Regions from separate parts of the Rattus norvegicus genome. Here region 1 is linked to region 2. A link is a contact called in public Hi-C data. All regions are on one chromosome and are shown on one strand. The core of a region is the stretch at or near the end of the contact, and the rest is flanking DNA. Distances in the headings are between cores, read along the strand shown. Region 1 overlaps Pnpla1 (patatin-like phospholipase domain containing 1). Region 2 holds the start of Mapk14 (mitogen activated protein kinase 14).

What was found. Hi-C and Micro-C count contacts between places; a contact is called where the count stands out from the background.
Region 1: a contact with region 2 is called in a Hi-C map of liver, with 3 times the contacts expected there. The contact joins the enhancer-like site here to the promoter of Mapk14 in region 2. A contact is called at or near these places in 3 of 12 Hi-C or Micro-C datasets (frontal cortex and liver).

What each region holds. Positions count from the first base shown.
Region 1 is chr20:6,949,299-6,953,930 of GRCr8, reverse strand. It overlaps Pnpla1 (patatin-like phospholipase domain containing 1), which reads right to left. Exons shown (of 10, transcript NM_001191841.2): 8 at 3,470-3,592; 9 at 2,142-2,241; 10 at 81-611. The coding sequence ends at 588. Among named protein-coding and RNA genes, the nearest start is that of Bnip5, 25 kb to the left of the region's middle. Within about 2 kb of position 2,565, at least 2 of the 93 cell types and tissues checked have an H3K27ac peak or open chromatin away from gene starts, as enhancers often do. A contact at or near this core is called in liver, where this site is marked.
Region 2 is chr20:6,749,523-6,753,580 of GRCr8, reverse strand. Mapk14 (mitogen activated protein kinase 14) reads right to left here and starts at 2,222. Exons shown (of 12, transcript NM_031020.3): 1 at 1,787-2,222. The coding sequence starts at 1,902. Slc26a8 (solute carrier family 26 member 8) reads left to right here and starts at 2,397. Exons shown (of 20, transcript NM_001107614.3): 1 at 2,397-4,058.

The sequences.
Region 1 (4,632 bases), core at 1,316-3,815, 200 kb before region 2:
TTTTCGTTTTGTTTCTTTCAGAGCTCTCCTGGGGTCTGCAACGATTCTGCTGGAGGACTTAGAGTGCAAGGGCTAAAGTTACGTTTTAAGTTTTAATTGCTGTGCTTAAGAGACCTACAAAACAAAGATGTTTTTAACCTGTAAGCCCCACTTGCCCAAGGTCAGATAACTTCCAGGAATGCTGGGGGATATCTTTCATGTAAGACAACAAGCCACCTGTTTTCACTTCTGTAAACAGCTTGCTTGCCCCAACTGTACAGGATGTGCCCGGTCACATGTAGGTGGGAGGAACATAGGCAGGAAGTACAGTCAGGATGTATGCTTGCCCCAGATTGGACAAAAGCAGAATTGTGTCCCTCCTCCTGGAAGGATGGTGAGTGGTATGCGTTGATGTCTGTCTGTCCATCCAGAGCAGAACGGTGGAAGGGCAGCAAGACTGGAAGCAGGAGACTCTTCAGACCAGGAAACCCAACCTTGGGGGAGTAGACTTTCTGTAGCATTTGGTAGCTGAGGGCTCCCCTGGTCCCAAAAGACCTCAGGTGGAGGCTGGACCCAGGCTTCATGTCACTGGGGTCTCCTGCTCCAGCCTAGGAATTCTGTCCACTCACGCCCTAGGAAAGGACAAAGAGTCGTCAGTTTGAGTGACCCTTCCCTAAGACATCCTGTCTTAGTTCACCCCGACTTTTTTTTTCTTTCTTTTCTTTTCTTTTTTTCGGAGCTGGGGACCGAACCCAGGGCCTTGCCAGGGCCTTGCACTTGCTAGGCAAGTGCTTTACCACTGAGCTAAATCCCCAACCCCAAAATGTGTAGCCCAGGCTGGCCTCAAACTCGTGATCCTCCTGCCTCTGCCTCCTTCAGCAAATCCTACTGGCGTGCACCACCACAACCGGCATGATTTTTTTTAAATGTTTGAAATATTATAAAAGATTAGTTGGTTCTTGTTTTTTCCAGAAGGGTGGTGTGGTCTCTCCACTGCTCAGTTCAGTTGCGTGGTTACTGTTCTATGCCAGGTATGGACATATGAGTACTATGAGTACTATCTGGAAGTTATCAGTACAGTGTGTTTTGGGCTATTTGGTTTGACTTGGTTTTGATTATTTTAAGGCAGGGTTTCTCTAAGTAGCCAGGGCCGTCCTGGAACTTATTCTGTAGGTCAGTCTGGCCTTAAATTCAAAGATATGCCCGCTTCTGTCCCTGAGAGGTAGGGTAAAGGTGTGTACCCCCAGCTGTCGGTATCTTAACCTGTGCTTCTCAACCTTCCTAATGCTGTGACCCTTTAATGTAGTTCCTCCTGTTGCCTGACCCCCAACCATACAATTATTTTTGTTGCTACTTTGTAACTGTAATTTTGCTTCTGTTATGAATTGTAATGTAACAATCTGATACTCCAGATATCTGCTATGGTATCCCAGAGGGATTGAGAAGCATTGGTCTTAACAAAATCAATGTAACTTCTGTTTGGCTCTCCTTTTGTTTTGTTTTGTTTTGTTTTTCTTTTTTCTTTTTTTCGGAGCTGGGGACCGAACCCAGGGCCTTGTGCTTGCTAGGCAAGCGCTCTACCACTGAGCTAAATCCCCAGCCCCTTGTTTTGTTTTAAGATAGGATCTTATTATGTAGCCCTGGCTGTCCTGGAACTTGATATGTAGACCAGGCTGACTTCGAACTCACAGAGATCCTCCTGCAGAGCTCTGCCTCTAGAGTGCTGGAGTTAAAGGTGTGCACCACCACCTCCTCAAACAGTCTAGCTTGCTTTCTTGCTTTGGCTTCTCTCTCTCTCTTGCCGTGTGTGTATGTGTGTGTGTGTGTGTGTGTGTGTGTGTGTGGTGTGTGTGTGTGTGTGTGTGTGTGTTTCTCTGTTCCCATTTTGGAGTTTTTGACACAAGGACTCCTAATATAATGTTGGCTATGTTGGCTAGCTTTGAACTCCCAGCGATCCACCTGCTTCTGCTTCCCCAAATGCTGGCACTAAAGGTGTGCACCACCACACTCCCAGCTGTCCAGGCAATGGGCTGGAGCTGACCAAGGCTGTCCTTGGAAGGGAAGGAAGGGCAGAAAGGAAGCTATATGCTCAGAGTTGCTGCATCCCCCTGAGACAGGAGAGGCAGGGTCACTCTTAGGTGACATCCAGAGGAGTTCCATACCTCAGTGTAGCTGTATTCTTGAATCCGGTTGGGATGAGGTTTGTAGGTGACCCAGACTGTCTCGGGAAGTACAGAAAAGTCAAGTGGACAAGGTGCAGACCTGGATTTGAGACGCCAAGGACACATTCATGAGGGGAAATAAGAAGAGTCTCAAGCCTCACTTTCACCTGCTGTGTGACCCCAGGGTAGCCCCTTGCCCTCTCTGGAAAGTTGCAAGATCCTGCAGAGCCCACCGTAGAAGTAATCTTGGCATTAGACTTGCACCCCCTCATGGATGGGTCTTGTTTTAATTTTAAAGTTGTATTTATTTACTTCCCTTGTAGCTGCAGTTCCTTATTCTGGGGTTTCCAACTGGACCCAAGGATTGGCAGGCTTCACTGGCTCTTGGGTAACATTATGGCTGCTTTGGACACAGGGATCACAGAGGGAGCTTTGACCCTTGACCCTCAAACACAGACAGATCCTTAGACTCCTCTGTTACATGAGACTCTCTCTACAGGCAGTTGTGAGCAGGCAACAGGGTCCCAGCATCTCCCCAAGAAGACTAATTGACAGCTGAATAAAATACAAGTTTGGGAACCCAAGAGGGATGTTCAGTGGGTAGAGGCACGTGCCTCCAACCCTGCCCGTCTGAGGTTAGTTCCTGGGACCCATGAGACAGAAGGTCAGGAAATCTGCCTCCAGAAAAACCTGTCCTTTGACCTCTCCGGCACACACTCACGCACATTACACAATCAGTCAGTAAATAAATGCCAAAAATGTTTAGGGAAATTTCTGCCAAATGGACTAAAGAATCCTCAAAAGCAACTCCCTGTTTGTACGGGTAAGGGGTTTGCTGGCCAAAGAGTGATGTCACATATTTATAATCCCAGGACTGGGGAGCCGGGAGCAGGAGGGGATCAAAAGTACAAGGTTAGCTCTAGCTGCACAGTGAGTGAGTTTGAGGCTAGCCTGGTCTACATGGTGAGTTATGGGATAGCCAGGGCTACTCTGATCAAAACAACACAATACACAGTTGAGAAGTAGCTAGCAAACCTCCAGGACCCATGCACCTGACACATGCTGTTTTCCGAAGGCTTTCCCTTTCACAGGAGGGCTGCACCCTCCCAGGATTATGAACCGGGTCACCCCGTTTTTTTTTTTTTTTTTTTGGTTCTTTTTTTCAGAGCTGGGGACCGAACCCAGGGCCTTGCGCTTCCTAGGTAAGCGCTCTACCACTGAGCTAAATCCCCAGCCCCCGGGTCACCCCGTTTTTGAAGGTCAGAAAATGGAGAGCCTAGATGTTCTAAGCGCCGAGCTCTCCTGGCAGAGCAGAGACTCACACTTACTGCAGTTTGCTAGCTGGCTTCTTGGACTGAGGGTTTTTCTGGAAGCACTCTCTGGTGGCATTTGCCTTCTGTTTCCTCCTGAACATCTTTTTTGCTGTGTTTGAATCTGCAGCAGGACTGGCCCTGGGCAAAGAGACACAGGAGATGTCTTGGTATGAGAGCCTGAACAGTGTCTGATACCGTCAGAGTCCTGCCTCAGCTCAGCAGACCCAGTGGCCCTGGCTAAGGTTGACGTTCCCCAGTAACACGTCTGGTTACCGGTAACTATTTATCTGGTATGCGTAAGTGTGTTTACGTGTAAGGACATAATCACAGAGACCAAAAGAGGGTGTCAGATCCTCTGGAGTTGGAGAACTGTAGAGATAAAATTACATAATGGGGGAAACATCTTAGTAAGCTTGTTGTGAAGTTAACACACTTCTGTTCTATGGAAGAATGCCCAAGAACATGGTGGCACACACCTATAATCTCAAGACTCGGAAAGCAGAGGCAGGTTGCCCACTCATTGCCAGCCCGGGCTTTGTAATTGTATCGTTCATTCAACGATAAAATTAAGAACAGAATGTTTCAACTCCGCTTTTCTTTTTTTTTTCCGGAGCTGGGGACCGAACCCAGGGCCTTGTGCTTCCTAGGTAAGCGCTTTACCACTGAGCTAAATCCCCAGCCCCCAAATCCGCTTTTCTAAAAGACAGAGTTGAAAGTGTGTGTGTGGGGTGTGTGTGTGTGTGTTTGTGTGTGTGTGTGTGAGAGAGAGAGAGAGAGAGGGAGAGGGGGAGGGGGAGGGAGAGGGAGGAGAGAGAGAGGGAGAGGGAGAGGGAGGAGAGAGAGGGAGAGAGGAGAGAGAGAGAGAGGTGGGGGGGAGGGAGGGAGAGAGAGAGAGAGAGAGAGGAATGACCCCGCCCCCGATCTTTCACTGGCCAATCCAACTGTTTTCCAATCAGCAAGGGAGGCCTGGGAAATGTAGTTCCCAGGGATCTTTAAGAACTACAGATCTGCAGGCCCCATCCGGAAGTCCGTAGGCATGCTCTCTTGGTTTGGTTTCTGTTGTGGTGGTCAAAAGCCCTGACAAAGTCACTTAAGGCAGAAACGGTTTATTTGGCTCACAAATCCAGGCGATGATCCGTCACTGACACGAAGTGAAGGCGGCAGGACCTTGCAGCACC
Region 2 (4,058 bases), core at 973-3,472:
CCAAGCATCCAAATGGGGACAAAAGCCTGATGCTGTAACAGTGAGCAATGAAGACTGGAGATACTGAGGGAGCTGGTGAGTACTAGAGAAACAAACCAATCACAAACACGGGATGTAAATTATTGACATCCCCTTTAAAATGCAAACTGCCAGTCTGTAAACTTGGGGGAAAGAGGTCAGGGCTGGTGCTATCAGCAGCACAGCCTAGGCAGCTCCAACGAGCAAACGCAATATGATCTGTTGCCGGACATGGTTGCACAATCGCAATTACCAGGAAGATTCTACCAAACAGGAAATTCACGATGTGACTTTAAGTAACACAGGATTCATACTTAAAGATTAACACATCCAGAAGCCTAGAATTTGTTCCAAAGGGGGGGAAAAAAAACATTTCACAGGCTCTTTCAGGGAAACGTGAATATAAATCACTAAAACGCAGAAGAGTCTAGTCTGTTGAGTCTGGTCTTTACTTTCAGATAGGGAGGTCTAAACTGACACTGAGTCCCAATAAATGAGACTATATGAATCCTTGAAAGTCCCTGACATTTCTGGAGTGGACCTTTGACTGTATAAATTTAATCTGAAACCTGCTCCCAGGGCCTTGTGTGGTAGCAAATGCCTTTATTCTCAGCGCTGGCAGGAGACAAAATTTGTTGAGTTCCAGGCCAGGCTTTGGTCTAGCCACTGAGGCTCAGGCCAGACAGGGCCATCCATAGTGAGACTCTGTCTCAAACGAACTCAAACAAAAAGCCGAAGTGTTAATGAAAGCTGAAAGGCATCGTTTTCTGCGGCCAGGTTCTCCCGAAAAACCCCCATGTGCCTCGGTGCTTACAAGCTTAAAGCCCCCTGCAAATCTTCTAAGGGGCTTAAAGAAAGAAAAGCATCCCAATTAAAAACCATTTACAACTCCAGCACTCGGTCCCACCTTTTTGATCTTTGAGGGGCGCCCAACAGATCAGAACCACTCTGGCTCCGTATGGAAAACTGGTTTTGTCAAACAATACTGAACTGAGCAGCGCTGTGTGACTAAGCTGAGAGCTGGAGCGTCCTTGCAGGCACTGCCACCCTCCCTCCCCGAAAAGGAAATACGCTTTCAACCGAATCGGAAACACACCACGGCAAGCTGGCACCCCGCGGTCCCCGAGATAAAGTCGGTATTATTTTAAGCCCTTCGGGGTGCTGCTAATTCAGGTGCGAATCCCAAAAGAACGTTTCCCGATTCTGGGTTTTTCGACCGAAGCTTGCAAAAATGGTTAAATGGGAGGGAAAAACTGAGAAAGAGAAAAAAAAATTCCGGGAAAGGGAGCGCTTTTTCTTGCAAGTTTCGTTCAGGTGACCGCAGTCCCCGGGTCAGGCTTTGACCTACTGCTCCTCGCCGGAGCTGCGCCCAGCTCGCCCGCTCCCCGGGGCAGGGCTCCTGCGTGCCAAGTGGCGGTACCCGGAGGCAGGGTCCAGAGGCCGCACGGCTGCAGAGGGACCCCCGGGAGGAACGATCTTGCGAGCATGGAGAGCACAGGGTGGAGCCCCATCACACCGCGCCCACGGCTGACCCGATCCCGCACACGGTTCCCCACCCACCTGAGTGTGCAGGGCGAGGGGTGCAGGACACGTCCCGCTCCAACTGCCCCCTGCACCCCCAAGACACGCCCGCAGGAGAATTCCTGCCGCTGGGCGCATCGCTGAGCTGTGGGGACAGGCCTGGCGCTCAGGCATGCAGGGCCACCCTGCTTGCTCCACCACGTTCCCTCCCACCCCCGCCCCCAACCCCAAGCCCGGCGACACTCACCACACCGAGCCGTAGGCTCCCGAGCCCACCGGGGACAGGTTCTGGTATCGCTCGGGCACCTCCCAGACGGTCTTGTTCAGCTCCTGCCGGTAGAACGTGGGCCTCTCCTGCGACATCTTCCAGCGGCGGCAGCGCGGCGACGAGGTGGCCGAGCGAGGGCCCCTGCCTGCAGCCGCACGCTCTCCTCTGCGCCCTCTCGCTCGCCCGCGGCAGACCCGACCCCGCGCCCGCGCAGGTGTGGAGGCTGCGACCCACGGCTCCTGTCAGCCGCGGCGGCACCTACGAGCCTCGGCAACGAGCGGGAGCCGGCTGCACGGTTCGACGCAGCTCCCGCCGCGGTCCCCTTGCAGCCGCTCCCTGGGGAGCGCACGCCGACGCTGCGCGACAGCCGCTCGCGCTCTAGCGCCCGCTCGGGCTCCAGTGGCCGCGATCTCCCCCCTCTCCCCGCAGGCAGCGGCCGGGGAGGCTCTAGCAGGACTCTCGCGAGAACAGCTCCGCGAGCCGAGATCTTACCCAATATGGAACCTGCCCGTGGGGCGGGGGTGCTCGAGAAGAGCGCGCGGGACGGGAAGATCTCGCGAGAAGAGAGACACGGCTCCGGGAGCTGAGGCAGGAACTCTAGGGGAGACTCTGCTCCCGGGGGGCGCCGAGGGTGGGGGCGGACCGCAGCGTAGGCCGCGCGCGCCTCTCTGTGGTCGGACCGGCGAATGCCCGGCGCCGTGGCGGAAAACCACTGGGACGGCGTCGGGGGGGGGAAAGAGAGCCAAGCGGTCTTTGAGCTCCGAGCCACCTGCTCACCGGAGCCGGCGATTTCCAAGAAAGATTTGCAAGAGCAGACTGGCCCTGTCCAGAAAGCTGTTGCGTTCCCATCCGCTCAAGGACGCGTGGCTTATCTCGGGACGCTGATGAAACCTGTCCCCCTCCCCACCCAGGCAAACATTAACCCGGTCTCAAAGCCCAGGCTCTCCCTCCCGCCGGACGCTCCTAGCAGCTTCTAAATGTCCTCACCAGAAGAACCACCGTGGAAGGTGTAGGAGGAGGTTCCAGGGACCCACTAGGGAGTCCGATGCACAAGGTCAGAGGTGGACGTCAGGAATGGCCACTTTGAGGCTGAGACCTGCGTTTGCAAGGCCCTGGGTTCGATACCCATGACTGGAAGGGAAACACACTCTCTCTCTCTCTCTCTCTCTCTCTCTCTCTCTGCAGGTAGGTCATTCCATTTCAGGAAAGTTTCTCATTTATTTTACTTATTTAGATGTACACATCCTGTAATGCCAGCGTTTGGAAAGACCAGGAGACCCGTCTCATGTATTTGATTTTATTTATTTACTGAATTATTTAGATTTATACAGCCTGTGATTCTAGCATCTGGAAAGACCAAGAGACCCTTCTCATATATTTGATGTATTTATTTAGATTTACGTAGCCTGTAATTCCAGCGTTTGGAAAGACCAGGAGACCAGCCTCTGCTATATAGTGAGTAGTTAAGAGACCTGCCTGGGCTGTTATGAGACCATATCTGGAACACCCCAAAGCCCATGACTCCGGTTCGAGACCGACTCCTGCCAATTTAGAACCATCCAAAATTTAGAAATTTAAAGGAAAAATTGGGAGAATTTTAAGAACTTAAATTGAGGGAGCTGGAGAGATGGCTCGGTGGTTAAGAGCACTGACTGCTCTTCCAGAGGTCCTGAGTTCAATTCCCAACAACCACATGGTGGCTCACAACCATCTGTAATGAGATCTGATGCCCTCTTCTGGTGTGCCTGAAGACGGCTAAATAAATCTTTAAAAAAAAAAAAAAAAAGAAGAAAAAAAAAAAAGAACTTAAATTGAGAGGATTTTAAAGACATAATTCATGAGAAATTTAAAGAATCCACGCCTTTGGAAGTTTGGGGAAACGACGAGGGCTTCGGACATTTATTAAGACAAGTCTGTTGAGCTTCCTTAGGCCCCGGTTCTAGTCTCCACGAGGGAAACCCAGCCCTCCATTCCCACCTAGTGGAATCTTCCGTAGAAGCCGAGAAAAAGATAATAAAAGTGAACGGGGAAAGTTAGACCCGTAAGAACTCACATCCACCCACCCCTACGCGGAGCAGGAGGACCGGGAACTCCTATTCTCGTGCCTGTTTCTGGAAGATCCGAAGGGTCCCGGCCCAGGTCTGTGGAGGGCAGCCAGAGACCCCTTCTCCTCGCCCAGATGCCGTCCTCGCCCGTCACCCGCACAGCCGGAACGCCGGCGGGTTCTGCAGCAACGGCTCGGGAACTGCCG